Regions from separate parts of the Gossypium arboreum genome. Here region 2 is linked to region 1. Evidence: chromatin contacts called from public Hi-C data. All regions are on one chromosome and are shown on one strand. The core of a region is the stretch at or near the end of the contact, and the rest is flanking DNA. Distances in the headings are between cores, read along the strand shown.

Region 1 (7,103 bases), core at 2,448-4,947:
GCTAGCTTTTGCATTTCACATGACTAGGTCCTCCATTTGGTGGTATCTACTATAGACCCTCAAATTATATTACTATGCCACTTGCTGAGCTTGGATGACCAATCAGATTAATGTTTGATCTTTCACTTCATCCAATAAATCTAGGTTCTCCTGAAGCTTGACTTCATTGGCCTACTCAGTATAGTGAACCACTCAGTGTGTGTTAAAGATAATCTCGACTGGTATCACAACCTTGATGCCAAACATAAGGTTGAAAGGGATTTTTCTTATCCCTGAATGTGATATACTCCGCAGAGATTAAAAAAATCAAGCAATTCATCTAACCATTTGCTTTTTGCATCTTTTACCTTTTTTTAGGCCTTATATGATCTTCTTATTAGTAGCTTTCGCTTGCCTATTTGTTTAGGGAGTTTTGATCGAGTTGTGCACTAGAGCTATATGAAGGTTATCACAAAATTCTTTGAACTTTCTTTGGAATTGCATCCCATTATCAACAATGATGAGGTGTGGGATTCCATATTTGCATATGATGGTTTTCTAGATAAATTTCTCCACTTGCTTTTCTATGATGGTGGCTAATGCTTTCAGTTCCATATAATTTGTTAAATATTTTATGGTAACCACAATATACTTTTTTTGTGTTATGGCCTGCGAAAATGACCTAGCACTATCAAAGCTTCACGCTACAAAAGGCTATTAACTCGAAATGATATATAGGGGTTCAGTGGGTGCATGGGGATAAGTAAAAATTTCTGGAAAAAGGTTGTTGTGTCTTTTTGCATGGTAGGCCAATAATACCTCTACCGTAATTTTTTTTTTAGGTCAGGGCTTTTGCCCCCAAATGGTGGCCATAAATAGCCTCATGAACCTCTCGCATCACGTACTTGGCTTCGAATAGATCTAGGCATCTTAAGAGTGGCTGCAAAAAACTTTCTTGTATAGATCTCATTAATAAATGTGTATCAAGAAGCTAGACGTGAAATGTGATCAAGTTATTTAGGGTTGGAGGGTGTTGTTTCACCAGATAAGAATTTTATCAATGACGTCATCCATGTACTTCTAAAGTTTATGTTTAAGACTTTTCTCACTGACTCATAGTTGGGGGCCTCATTGTGCTCTAGTAAGATCTTACCCCTTTCTCGAATTCTTACTGTTGATGCAACTTTAGACAAAGGGTTAGCTTTTGTATACACGAATCAAAGAACCTTGTCAACTTGGACTTCTAGAAAGTTCTGCAATAGTTTCATTACTATGGGGTAGTATTTAGTTAAAATAAGGTCTTTAACATCATACTCTCATTGGATCTGTTTTGCCATCAACTAGGAAGCAATGTGAATATGAAGCTTTCGAGCCCCAATTTCTGTGCAAGTCACGTTTACCACACCAATTGTTGGCACAATGTATAATAAATGAGGAAGACAATGAGGAATAAGAAGGAGATCAATGTGGCGTTATGGAGGTCAATTCATCTAAATGGTTGAGATCCAGAACTAGGACGAGAGGATAGGCTAATTAAGAGGGTAATCTGCTCAAAGTAACTTTAGAGTGTTGGGAATCGATTCTTTATTCATCGTTGATCAATATATTTATAGGAGAGATCCCCTTGTCCATTAGTATGACGTGGAAGATTGCAATGAAGAAGATTATCCTTATCTAATGCATAAAAGACATACACCATGGGGCCAATTTCATTATTCATTCAATCAGTACAATGTTGTTATGCCCAGTTGGGCCCTTCATAACCTTAAAGGAGTGTTTACACCTGAAGAGTGTTCATATTTAAAAAATAGGTTGCTAAATCCTTCGAGGAAGGGACAAATGGTCTCATCTAAAGATACTAAAGGCAATGGTTAAACAACGTATAATTTCAAATAGAGACAACAGGAAAGTCAATAATACTTTTGATGCTAACACGTGTCCAAATGGCGAAAATATATAACGAAGCACATATAAAAAATAAATTTATTTTTAATTACAAGAAAATGAAATTACTATTCTAATAATTATAATTAAATTATTTTGTGAATATTTAATACATTGGAAAAAAATTAAATGAGTTTAATTTGTGTATAATAAATGATGGTTAGAGCAAAAGGATAAAACGTTCAGTATGGGGCCAAAAAGTCCCCGTATCCAATAATCAAGCTCAAGCAGACTAGACTACTAGGCTAAAAGCCAAGCCGAAACATCAACTAGGAAATGAATACTTTTAATTAATAAATAAACATATTTATAATCACAACTTTTTGCACATTTCTAACGTGCACTGTTAAATTTCATTAAATATCAAACCATCTATTTCATTTAAACAAAAAAAAAAAAAAGAGAAAAGAAAATAAAGATTGGGGTGTCTAAAATAGAATACATCTAACTTCTCTTAGATGAGGCCGTGAATTGGGTATCAATTTAGAGAATAGTATGAAATTGATTAGATCAAGAATTAATATAAATCAATTAAATAGATTGAATTAACAGTTGAATTAATATTTTATTTTAATCACATTATGATGGGTTTGATTATCGATTTAATTTTAAAACATATTATTAATGATGAATAAAATAATATTTTTATATTATTAAGTTAAAAAGTTAACTTCAAAATTAATTTTAAAATAGATTGTTCAATTTTTTATCTAACTGTTTATATATATATTTATAAATTAGAAAAAAAGTCTAATTAAAAAAATTATAATAACCATTTCCGTAAGCTATTGCCAACTTTTTATATTCTATAAAGAAAGAGACTTTTACAGGTACTTGGAAAATGAAATATCCAATCCAAGCCTCGTAAGTGGCAACATTGTAGCATCCACATATATATATATATATAAAAATTATTAAAATAGAAATTCTATGGTATGCGAAAATTATAAATTCAGAGTATTCGTGTTTATTTAAAAATATCATACAATAAAAAATAAAATGTATGGTTTAAAATAAATTAATTATAATAACACATATTGAAATATGTATAATATTAAAATAAAAATTAGATCAAATTATAAGTAAAATAATATTTAAACACATAAATTCATCGATAAACAATACTAAATACACTCGATTATTTATTACGGTTTTGTTATCAATTGTGAGTTAATGTCAAGTTGAGTTGTGACACCATCTCAATTAACAACATTTTTAATATATACAAATTGGTAGAGATAGTAAATTGTGCATATTAAAAAATGTATAAAAATATTAAAATAAAACTTTGGTTGAGTGATAAATTTAAGTTTTTACTCATCCAATTAATGTGGGTTCAAATACCAATATATGTATATTTTTCTTATTTTTGTTAAAATAGAAAGACAAGAACATCTTGAATAATATGACTTATTTTAATTATGAAATAATATTTTTATAATTTTCTAACTGACTTAGTACTCAATTAACTCAAATAGGGTTTGACTTTGGAGATAACATTGTTGGGAGGACAATCTTGAACTCTGAATATGAGTTATAAAATATACATGAAAATTACCAGAATTGTTTGCTAGTCCAAACTATCCATGTAGTAAGTACACACATTTATAATTTGATACATGTATTTTAACTATGTTTCGCTTAATATTTGAATTAAATTGTAACTGCTAAGCATTAAAGGACTTAATTGATACAATAATGATATTTTGAGAATTTAATTAAAATATTTATAAAATATAAAGATCAATTAAAAATTGGACTCTAGTTTGAGGACATGTAGTAAATTAACCCTAAAATAAAAAGGAATATGTAGAGGGGAAAAATGAAGTGCAGCGAGCGACCGAGGCCACAAGACAAGTATAGTATGCAGGAGAGGAGAGAAGAGGAGAGTAGGAAGCGGCTAGAGCCAGAGAAGCCAAGAGCCGAGCCCCCCCGCGCGCGAATGAACGATTCAATGCTCTCATCACATAACGGTTCCGAGAAACCGCACCCGTCTGATTGCCCCAGTTCCTAACTCCTTCTCTCCTCCTTGTTTGTTTGTATGTATTACTTGCACTATTTCTCTATTTTCCTCTCTGTCTCTCTTTTGGATAATTCCTAAGCCTTTTTCTCTCTTGCCGATTCTTTTTTTACCAGGCGCCACCTTTTTCTGCCCATTCCCTAACTTGTTTTTCTTCTTCTTTTGCCTCAGTGCCGGCTTCCTTTTTCCTACTCCTTTTTTTGTTACCCCAGATGAATTTTTTGGGTTTTGTTATTTTTAGGGTTTCCTTGTTTTTTATTTGAGAATAGTAAGTTACGTTTATCCAATTTGTCTCCTTTTGATTACTGCCTGCTATTTTAATTAGTGAATTTGTTTTATGAATTTTTTTTAATTTTTTTTCTGTTTGTTTGTATGTATTGAATTTGAGTTGTGTATTTTATTTTTTAATTGTGGATAGAGTTTCTATAACTTGTATTATTTGCTATGTGCTGCTTACTGAATGCTGAGTTAAATCGATTACAATAACTGATATACTATGTTTGACTGAATAATTGGTGTGTAAATGGGATATTTTTAACTGGGTTAGTTTTGTTGCTGTACTTGCTTCCGTTGGCGTCATCTTATGTTTCTTTCCCGAGTGCACTATTCCCTCATATGATGTTGTGCAAGAAACCAAATTAGAAGTTTGGAAAAATTTGTTATTGTTACTGTTTATTTTGGGTTTGGTTTGGGTTTTGTGGTTTTTGTTACAATATCACTTCAATTTATAATTTTCTCACATGCTTAGTTCTGTTTCCTGGTTTATTTTGAACTTTGTATATGAATTTAGAAGCGCTGGATGTGTTGTGTTGTGCTTCGAATTATTAGACAATTTTCTGAATTATTCTGGTTCAAAGGTGAACTAATTATGTGTTGCTATCATTTTGATGATTCAAGGGCTTTCCTTGGTGGCTTTTAATTCAGTAATTGTTTTCTTTCTTTTCATGCAGGAAGATGTTCGGTGTGTATGATCAAGAGCGTAACTCCTTGTACATTGCTAAAATATTTTTCTTTCCATTCTTTTGACATTTGGTGCTAATGGCTGCTGATCAACAGAGAAAGCGGCTGAATGGAGCCAGCATTGCTGGCTGCAATTTTAAAGACCAATACAGAACAAAAAGGAAAAAACTTGACTCACTGCAAAATGATTTAAACACAAAATCTTGTATTTCGCTTGAATGGGATGGGAACCAAAAAAAAGTTGTTGCTAAAAGGGATCAAATTGGCTTAAGTTGGAGGCACTTGAGGCCATTTACAGATTCCACAATACATTACCACAGAGTTTTGGCGGATGTTTTGACTCTTCCGCATGAAATTTTTGACTTAGAGAACCTGACAGAGGTGCTTTCTTATGAGGTAATATCCTTATTATTCTTTATCACAGTTGTTTCCAGTATCCTCTGTATTCTGAGCTCATAATTTATGGAATTTACATGAAATTTTTACAGGTTTGGCAGACTCTTCTGTCTGAAAACGAGAGAAATCATCTGATGCAGTTTCTTCCTACAGGAACTGACAAAGAGCATGTTCTGCAAGCATTGCTTGCTGGGGATAACTTTCACTTTGGAAATCCTTTTCTTAAATGGCAAGTATATATGTGTATTGCTTTTGACACTTTTTCCTACCGTGGAGAATGAATCCTTTCTACTTGTAGTTTCTATTGGCCATGCATTACATGCATCACAAATACAATTCTGCATAAATGCTTGCATGTGTTTTGCATTTTTTCTACTTGTATACGGAGAAGTTTCAGCTCTTGGGGTAATGTGTTATTTTTCTTGTTCTATTTTCAGGAGATATGGTATTTGAGGGTTCTAATGTAGGGTTTGATTCTGCTAGATTTGACTGGAATTTGTGTTTGCAGGGGTTCATTACTTTGCTCGGGTTATCTTCACCCTGATGCTGTTATTCAGGAGGAACAACATTTAAAGGACGAGAAGAAAGCGTATTACTCCGAGTTACAGGACTACCACAATGAGTATGTAACATATAGCTAAATTTACCTATGAATAGAAGCTATTCTTGTTCCAGGTTTATTTGATGCTGATTATGTGATTGCAACATTGTTTTGCTTCTTGTGGCAGTATTATAGATTATTTGCAGAAATTGAAGGTTAAATGGGAAAGCTGCAAAGACCCAGAACAAGAAATTGTGCATAAGTTTTGGAGGTTAGAATTTGCTACATATTTCAATGTATAAGTGATAGGCTTTAGCAGAGAAAGATTCTTCTGTGTGACACATTGTCAAGGATGTTACTTCGGGAACTTGTTATTTGGTGTCATTGTTATAACAGTGCCATAGGTTGTTCAATTTGGACATTTCCTCTTCTAATTGGTTGTTCAAAACAATAAAAATGAAGGATTAATTTTCTTTATTCACTTTTTATTGAAAATTTAATTCCCTTTTTTGTGTTTAGATCAAATCTCATTTTTGGGTTGCAATTTCTTTGGTAGGTCAAGAAGGGCTAGTGAGAAAGGGATTTTCTCACATTCGAATGAATCTAAGCTTGTCAATCTTGAGCAGGATGCTACAGGTACTTCTGAATCTTGTTCATGGGCTGCGGATGAGAGAGCATGCAGTAGTGATAACCAAAATTCTTCTGTTGTGAAGGGAGGAGAACTACAGAGAAGGTAATGTCCTTCCCTGGTAAACCACCTTTCTGCATGTATTGTCATTTTGCCCATCTTGTTGAAGTTCACAAGGGTGAGAGTTTGAAAATTGCTTTCTTAAAGTATGCTTTGCCTGAGTTTAGTACTTTGCCTTTTGTAGTTCCTTCATAGGTTCTCTGTTACCGACAAAAGGGATTCATTTATTTAGACAATATATGAAATATCGTAGCTCTCATATTCTTCGTAGTGGGTTTTACAAATGTAAATGGTGTGATTCTATAGAGCAGATCAGCAAAGTTCACCTTGGATCTTTTTTCTCCATCCCCATCTTTGGTGGAATATCCTTGAATTCTGAGCCTAAGAAATTATATCTTGTTTTTCTTTGTTGGCTTCTTTTGCGGCTAATAGTTTTTCCTCATTACTATTGCTTTTATCTATAAATTGTGTGCCTAACAAAGAAAAAAAATACCTTGCTGTCTAAGAAGTTTGAAGTATAAACTTCTGTGTGGGTATTTTTAAACACCATGCTGGTTAGGTTTTGAGGGAAATTA
Region 2 (7,103 bases), core at 2,943-5,442, 170 kb after region 1:
GTATAACAGGGGAGCCAGTTGACGATCATTACATGGCCACGAGCTCAAACTTTTTGGATGCCCTAAAATTTTCCCTTATAAATACCATATATAAGTTTGAGGGCATAATCATAAGGAAAAATTATGGGACTTCCCGCTATAATCGACATAATGTTTTCTCTATTTCCACACAACTAGTATCTTTAATCTTTCTTCTTACTTGAATATCAACACCGCCGTAGACACGGAGGACTCTCAGACGGATAGGAACTGTAATGTTGGAGTAAAGGTGATACTCTTTTCAGGGTGACAACGGTTGTCATTATTAAACAACTCATTAATAACTACAACCGTTGTCGTGCCAAACTGAGTTTGACATTTACTCCAACGGAACATCCACTCTCTTTCTGAGGATCCTCTTGAATCCACCTCGGTGTCAACCTTCGACTAAGAATGAAAGGTTAAAGATACCAGCTTCCTGGAAATAGAGAAAAAAATTATGTTGATTTTACCGAAAAGCCCTTCGTTTTTCCCTAGGATTATGACCTCAGTCTTATGTGTGGTATATATAAACCATAATTTACAGGTATCCAAAAAGTTTGAACTCATGACCACATAATGATAGTCAACTGGCCCCCGGTTATACTTAAACCTGTAATCGCATCACGATCCCCATCTGGGACCTCCACTTAAACTTCGGCCCATGGCCATATCAAACACTGTCACCCGAAACCTAGCTTTCACAGGATGGGTTTCTGATGTAATGGTCTTATCCCACCATGACATATGAAATGTATGTGTTCTGAGTCACGTTATTGCATCCCCAACATGGGTTATCGCATCCCTAACACCTCAAATCTACCAATAAACTTTCGCGATTTCACGCCTAAAACCATAACTCTAATTCTTAAAAAACCCTAACCCTAACAAAATTAAAAAAATCCTAACCATAAAAAAATCCAATGAGCTGGGGGTGCTCTCACACACTCTCTCCAAAAATGACCTATTTCCCTAAATTAAAAAAATAGCCTAAAAGGCCAAATAAAAAATCGGCATATATGCCTTATTTAGCCGTCATTTCCTCTATTTTTCTCATTAAAGTGAACGAAAAATGATGGTAAAGCTAAAATAATTTCTTTAGCCATCACTATTTATAGTTTTTTTTTTTTGTCAATTTGATTCTTACTCTTTAAAAGTATAATTTAAAAAAATTAAAAATTTTCATATTTTAAATAAAAATTATAATTATAATTTTAAAATAAAAAGATTATGAAAATAAGAACTCTTTAAAATTCAAAAATAAAAATGATTTTAAATATATAAGATTTTCCAAATTTCATTGTTATCTAAATCAGACCAAACCAACTAGTTGGATTAAGAACTGACTAGGGTATCAGTCCGATGAGAGGTAAAAAACTAATTGGGCCTTGAACCGTTACAGAAAAACCGGTTGAATCAATTTTGAAAACTGATTTGACCAATTGATCCCTTAAACGACTAGTTTGACCGGTTCATAGCAAATAAATTATTAAAAATAAAAAATATATATATAAAATTCGATTCTAATTGTCAAATTAATTAGGTTTTTAACCTGGTTCAACCAATTCGTATTGGTTCTGGGTCAATCAGTTTTTAAAAAATTTAAACATTTTTAGCCTTAAACATTTACAGGTTTTTGTCAATTTGGTCTATACGCTTTAAAAGTACGTAAATGTTTTTAAAACTTTACATTTTTTGTATTAAAAAAATTAAATTTAAAAAAAAATCTAAAATTCAATATTATCTAAGTTAGACTAAATCAGTTAGACTAAGAACAGACTGGGGTATCGATTCTATGATAGGTAAAAAATTGGTTGACTCACGAATCAATATGGACTAGTTGAACTAGGTTAAAAAACAATTAAACTAGAAGTTGAATCGATTTTTATAATTTTAAATTTTTTATTTTTTATTTTTTTAATAATTTGCTTTTAAGCCAATCAAGTGAGTGGTTTTGGAAACTAATTGGCCCGACAAATTTGGAATTGATTCAACTACTAGTTTAATCATTTTTATAGCTTAATTCAACCAATTCGTACATAGCTCGTGGGTCGATCGATTTTTACCTCAAACTGGACCGTTACTCCAATTGGTTCTCAATCCAACCAATCTAACTGCTTGGCCTAATTTGATTTAGATAACATTGAATTTTGGATTTTATAATTAATTTTTTTTAGTTTTTAAATTTTAAAGAGTTTTTTCATAATTTTATTTTTAAAAATGTAATTTTATATTTTATTTAAAATGGAATATATATATTTTAATTTTTTATGCTCTTTTAAAGGACAAGGACCAAATTGACAAAAAATTGTAAATGCTGAGGGCTAAAAAAGTTACTTTACCTTTGACATCATTGTGGAGTGTGTCTCACATTTCGATTGAATAGACGACGACATTGTTATGAGTAAGAGTCGACATCCCAACGACGCGACACACGGCGTCACAATGAGAAGAACCTGTCGTCCCGATGAGGCAACAAGTGATGTCCCGACGAGCTGATAGCGACATCACGATGTGGCAACATATTCCCCACTTAATTGGGTTTCTTCTCCTAGTTAAACTCGGCTATCTTTTCCCTGTCAAATTCTAATTACTCTAGGATATTTCTAATCAAATTAGTCACAAATTATAGCCTATAAATAAGGCTTTTAGCAATCCTAGAGTGAGAGATTCAATAGCAAAAATTAAGAGAGAGTTTGTAGGAATTTCGGGAGACCTTCGTATTTTGGGAATTTCGGATTTGGTTGGTTCTCCATCTTGTACTCTTCTTCGGGTTTTTTTTTGTCGTTTTAGTGAAGTTTTCTTTACTTGTGATTTTTTATCCTCTTTAGAAAGGTTTTTCCACATATATGTGTCCAATTTTCTTATTTTTCATTCATGTTCATTGCATGATTCAGTTTTACCCCAATAATCATTAACTTTAACGGTAAAATTAGATGGAGGGACTGAGATTTTTAAATAAAAAAGTACAAAGACTCAATGTCTCAAAATTAAAGTATTGAGACTAAATTTTAAATTTTCAAAGAGTACAAAGACCTTTGGCATATTTAAACTTCCTAGAAATTTAGTCACTCTATTAACACCGTTCAAATTATTTTGTTAAATTCAGGTTTATTATAATGTCATTTTTAGTTATATTGCTATCAAGTGAATATGTTTTATATAAAAATCTCACATGAACAAATTTTAAAAAAACAAAATAACAATATTAACAATTGACTTTGAATTTTGACATAGGAAAAGTAAGACTAAATTCTGAAAATAAACGTACAAGGACTAATTTCTAAATTTGTAAAAAGTATAAGGACATGTTGCATACTTTAACCCTAAGTTTTTTATTCAATCTAATATTTAAATTATTATTTTGTCTTAGTTCAGCTCGAAAGGTTTAATTCCAACTTGTAAGAGATAAATTGGGATAAATAAGTATTTTAAATAGCCAAGTGACTATTAAGTATTAAAGTGAAAAGGATGTATAATCTAGCAGCTAAATCGTCAATAAAACCTTATTAGTAACATGGATCATAGGGTAAGTTCTTTATAATTTGAAAAATAAACAAAATTATAAATAAATTTCATGAATTATATTATTTATTTTAACATGTATGGCAGAGGGTTGCGGAGCAAAATTCGTTTGTCTCGAAGAAATAAAAAAATAGAATTTCGATTTAATCGTATTGGATTATTTATAATTTTTAATTTTTTTAACTAAACTCAAGTAAGTAATTTAAGTTTCGAGTTAAACTCAAATTAATTTTACAATTTAAATAACTCGAATAATTGATTACTATAAATATATATTTGATTTTTGTCAATTTTAAAATTGAGCCAATTGATCTTTCTATCAACAAAAATTACAAAAAAAATTAAAATATTTATAAAATTAAAAATTTATATTTTTAAAAATTATAAAAATTAAAAATATATATAAAATAATTATAAAATAATAATTTTGAAACCTAAATAAGTAAATTAATTATTCAAGTTTATTATTATTATTTTCTTATTTTATTTTGAAAGATTTTATATAGTTTGAATGGAGTAGTTATATTGTAATAAAATTTTAATTTGAAATATTTAATTTTTTAATTTAATTAAAATAATTTTATTCCATTTAACTTGATGAAATTAAAATAATAAAATGAGAGTTATGAATTCCATTAATTCAAAAAATTTATTTATTTCGATTCCAACACCGCTGAAGTAAAACATGTTAATAATATAGTGATGGTGAATTCACAATACCTATTCCAGTCCAAACTCCATTACTATCTCTTAGGGTTACGCAATTCGGGGATAGGAAAGAAAGGTAGTCTTAGCCCAAGTTGCTCAGTTGATTTTACAGAATAAACTGAAATAAGCAAATCCATTATGATTAGACTCATATTGTCTATGTGTTGAGTTGAGTTGGGTTGGGTTGAAGAGGTTGGCGCGCGAGTTCGCTTCCTGTCTTCCTGTTTCGGCCTTTGGCGTTCCAATTCCTAACGTTAACAATTTTCCAGGTGCATACCGCAGATTGCAGAAGAGGAGATAGGCTGAACCGCCATAGTTGATTGCTGGTAGTTATAAGTTCTAAAGAGAGGCCAGGCCAGGCCAGGCCTTTCAAATTCCAATTCCCTTTATTCGGTACGCGCCTTTCTTCTTCCTTCTATTTCTTTTCTGTATATATAATTTCCCCCTTTGGAAACTAAATTAAATCTGGGCGACCTTGATTTGCATTTGTCTGCCCGCATACCCATAACTTATTTTTGTCTTTTTTTGCTTTCACAAAACTTTTGATTGTGATGTTTATTGCTTATCAAATACTGGTAACACTAATATATTAAATGTAAGAAAATAAAGTGTTGAATTCTGTTCCGCAAGGAGGAAACAAGATGATTAGCAATGGCTGCTTAACCTTTTTTACCGTGCAGGTTGTCTAAGTCGTCACCCCTATTTCTTTTTGTTGTTGATAGCCTAGTCATAATGCTATTAATAAGAGAATAATAAGTTTAAATGAAGTTTATTTTCCTGGGTTAGAGCGAAAAGAGGCTGATCCTGTCCTGAATCCTGATAGTGAAATCAAACGGCTAATAGCTTTCAATATGTTAGCTCATCTACCCTTTTCTTCTCATATCTAAGTGAATGTGATTGCCTCTTTAACCCGTGGCAAATGACAATGATTTCACTATTACTTACTATACCTGTCTGGCTATCTCCTCATCATTTTCTCTTACAATCTTCATTTTTTTCATTTGGTTGTTTTGTATAAATCAATTCTTTATAATCAGCTTTCATGTAGAATATCCAGTTCCAAGTGACTCTGATTTTTTTTGGTTTCCCTTTTTTTGCCTGATAATAAATATTTCATTGGGTTTTAGTACTCCATTTATCTGCTATTCCCAAACAGCTGGCTGCATTTGTATTCTACTTTACACCTTGTTTCATTATTGAATTTCTGCCAATTAGATCTTTTTTAACCAGCTTATGTCATGGAGGATGGAAATGGAAATGATCCTTGTGAAAGTTCAGTATTACAGAAAGATATTTATCAAGGGATTGGTAATTATACACCACTTTTGACTTGTTAAATTATTTCCCTGTTGATTCTTGTAGTGTATTTCCCATATCTTGGCTATCTTATTTTTCTTTGTAGTGCTTTCTACTCCTTATTTTTGGTTTATTGCCAGTATTTGTAATTAAGGGGTCGTTCAGGTTCTTGCCTCTTTTTCAATGTTTTATGTTTCCAGAGATTTTTGTTTTCTATTATGTTTAATTCATTGAAACTGAAAACACGTTTATTTGCTATGTTTTTGTTACAATGATACAAAAAATAGTACTTAAGTAAAGGTGGTTGGAAGTTGAATTCCGAAAGTTGTAAGTCTTTGTTTTCTTTTATTTTTAATTTATTGAAACTGAAAACGTGTTTGTTTGCTCTGTTTTATTATTTTTTAAAGTTAGAAACAAAACTTGGCTGATAAACGCAATTTTTGTTGTATTTCCAGACAAACACACAGAAAGCAAGCTTTTCAAAATGTGCCCTAAGCCATCCATTATTTTTTTCATCATGTTTCATTTTTTGTGCATGCTCGTGTGTGTTACATGTTCCTTTTGTGTTCTGTTTGCGAACCTTCAGCTTTGCATGTTGTGTGACCATTCATGACACTTCTTTTTCCTTTCTTTCTTGTTTGCTTCTTGGAATAGTAAGCTCAGACTTACGTATTTTCTACATTGAATTTTCCATCTATTGTGCAGATGATGATGTTAAACTGAATTCTAAAGATCAGAGAGATGCTCTGGCGGATGAACCTAAATGTGTTATTTGCGGGCGCTATGGCGAGTATGTATGTGATGAGACAGATGATGATATTTGCAGCTTGGAATGTAAACAAGCCATACTCCTCAGGGTTGCTAACTCATTGCCAGTTTGCTCATCATCTACTCAGCGATTACCTGCTACTGATGAATGCTTTTATGTTAGAGATTCTGTTGATAGGTCAGGCTCTCCATCTTTAACTTGTGATCAAGCTGAATTGCTTCGAAACAAACTTGAAATTCATGTAAAAGGAGGTGTGATTCCTGCTCCAGTATTGGCATTTTCTTCCTGTGGTCTTCCTCAGAAGCTCCTACAAAATATAGAAACTGCAGGGTATGTCATGCCAACACCGGTCCAGATGCAAGTAATCCCAGCTGCTTTAGATGGACGAAGCCTTCTTGTTTCAGCTGACACAGGCTCTGGGAAAACTGCTTCCTTTCTTATTCCTATTATTTCTCTTTGTGCAAAACTTTACCCCAACAACAACTCAAATATCAGAAAGCCATTAGCGGTGGTTCTAACACCAACTAGGGAACTAGGTATCCAAGTTGAGGACCAAGCTAAGTTGCTTGGAAAAGGTTTGCCTTTCAAAACTGCACTTGTGGTTGGTGGAGATCCCATTGCTAGACAACTCTATCGCATTCAGCAAGGAGTGGAACTAATTATTGGAACACCGGGCAGGCTTATTGATATTTTAACCAAGCAAGATATTGAACTAACTGACGTAAAGATATTTGGTCTGGATGAAGTAGACTGCATGCTTCAAAGGGGCTTCCGGGACCAGGTGATG

What was found. Hi-C and Micro-C count contacts between places; a contact is called where the count stands out from the background.
Region 2: a Hi-C map of leaf shows a contact between it and region 1, with 4 times the contacts expected there. The contact joins the promoter of LOC108489240 here to the promoter of LOC108489507 in region 1. A contact is called at or near these places in 2 of 5 Hi-C or Micro-C datasets (both in leaf).

What each region holds. Positions count from the first base shown.
Region 1 is chr10:11,748,953-11,756,055 of ASM2569848v2, forward strand. It overlaps LOC108489507, which reads left to right and starts at 3,698. Exons shown (of 10, transcript XM_017794104.2): 1 at 3,698-3,962; 2 at 4,894-5,299; 3 at 5,392-5,528; 4 at 5,808-5,921; 5 at 6,028-6,111; 6 at 6,397-6,573. The coding sequence starts at 4,982.
Region 2 is chr10:11,920,023-11,927,125 of ASM2569848v2, forward strand. It overlaps LOC108489240 (DEAD-box ATP-dependent RNA helicase 41), which reads left to right and starts at 4,193. Exons shown (of 4, transcript XM_017793627.2): 1 at 4,193-4,327; 2 at 4,521-4,644; 3 at 5,467-5,559; 4 at 6,253-7,103. The coding sequence starts at 5,490.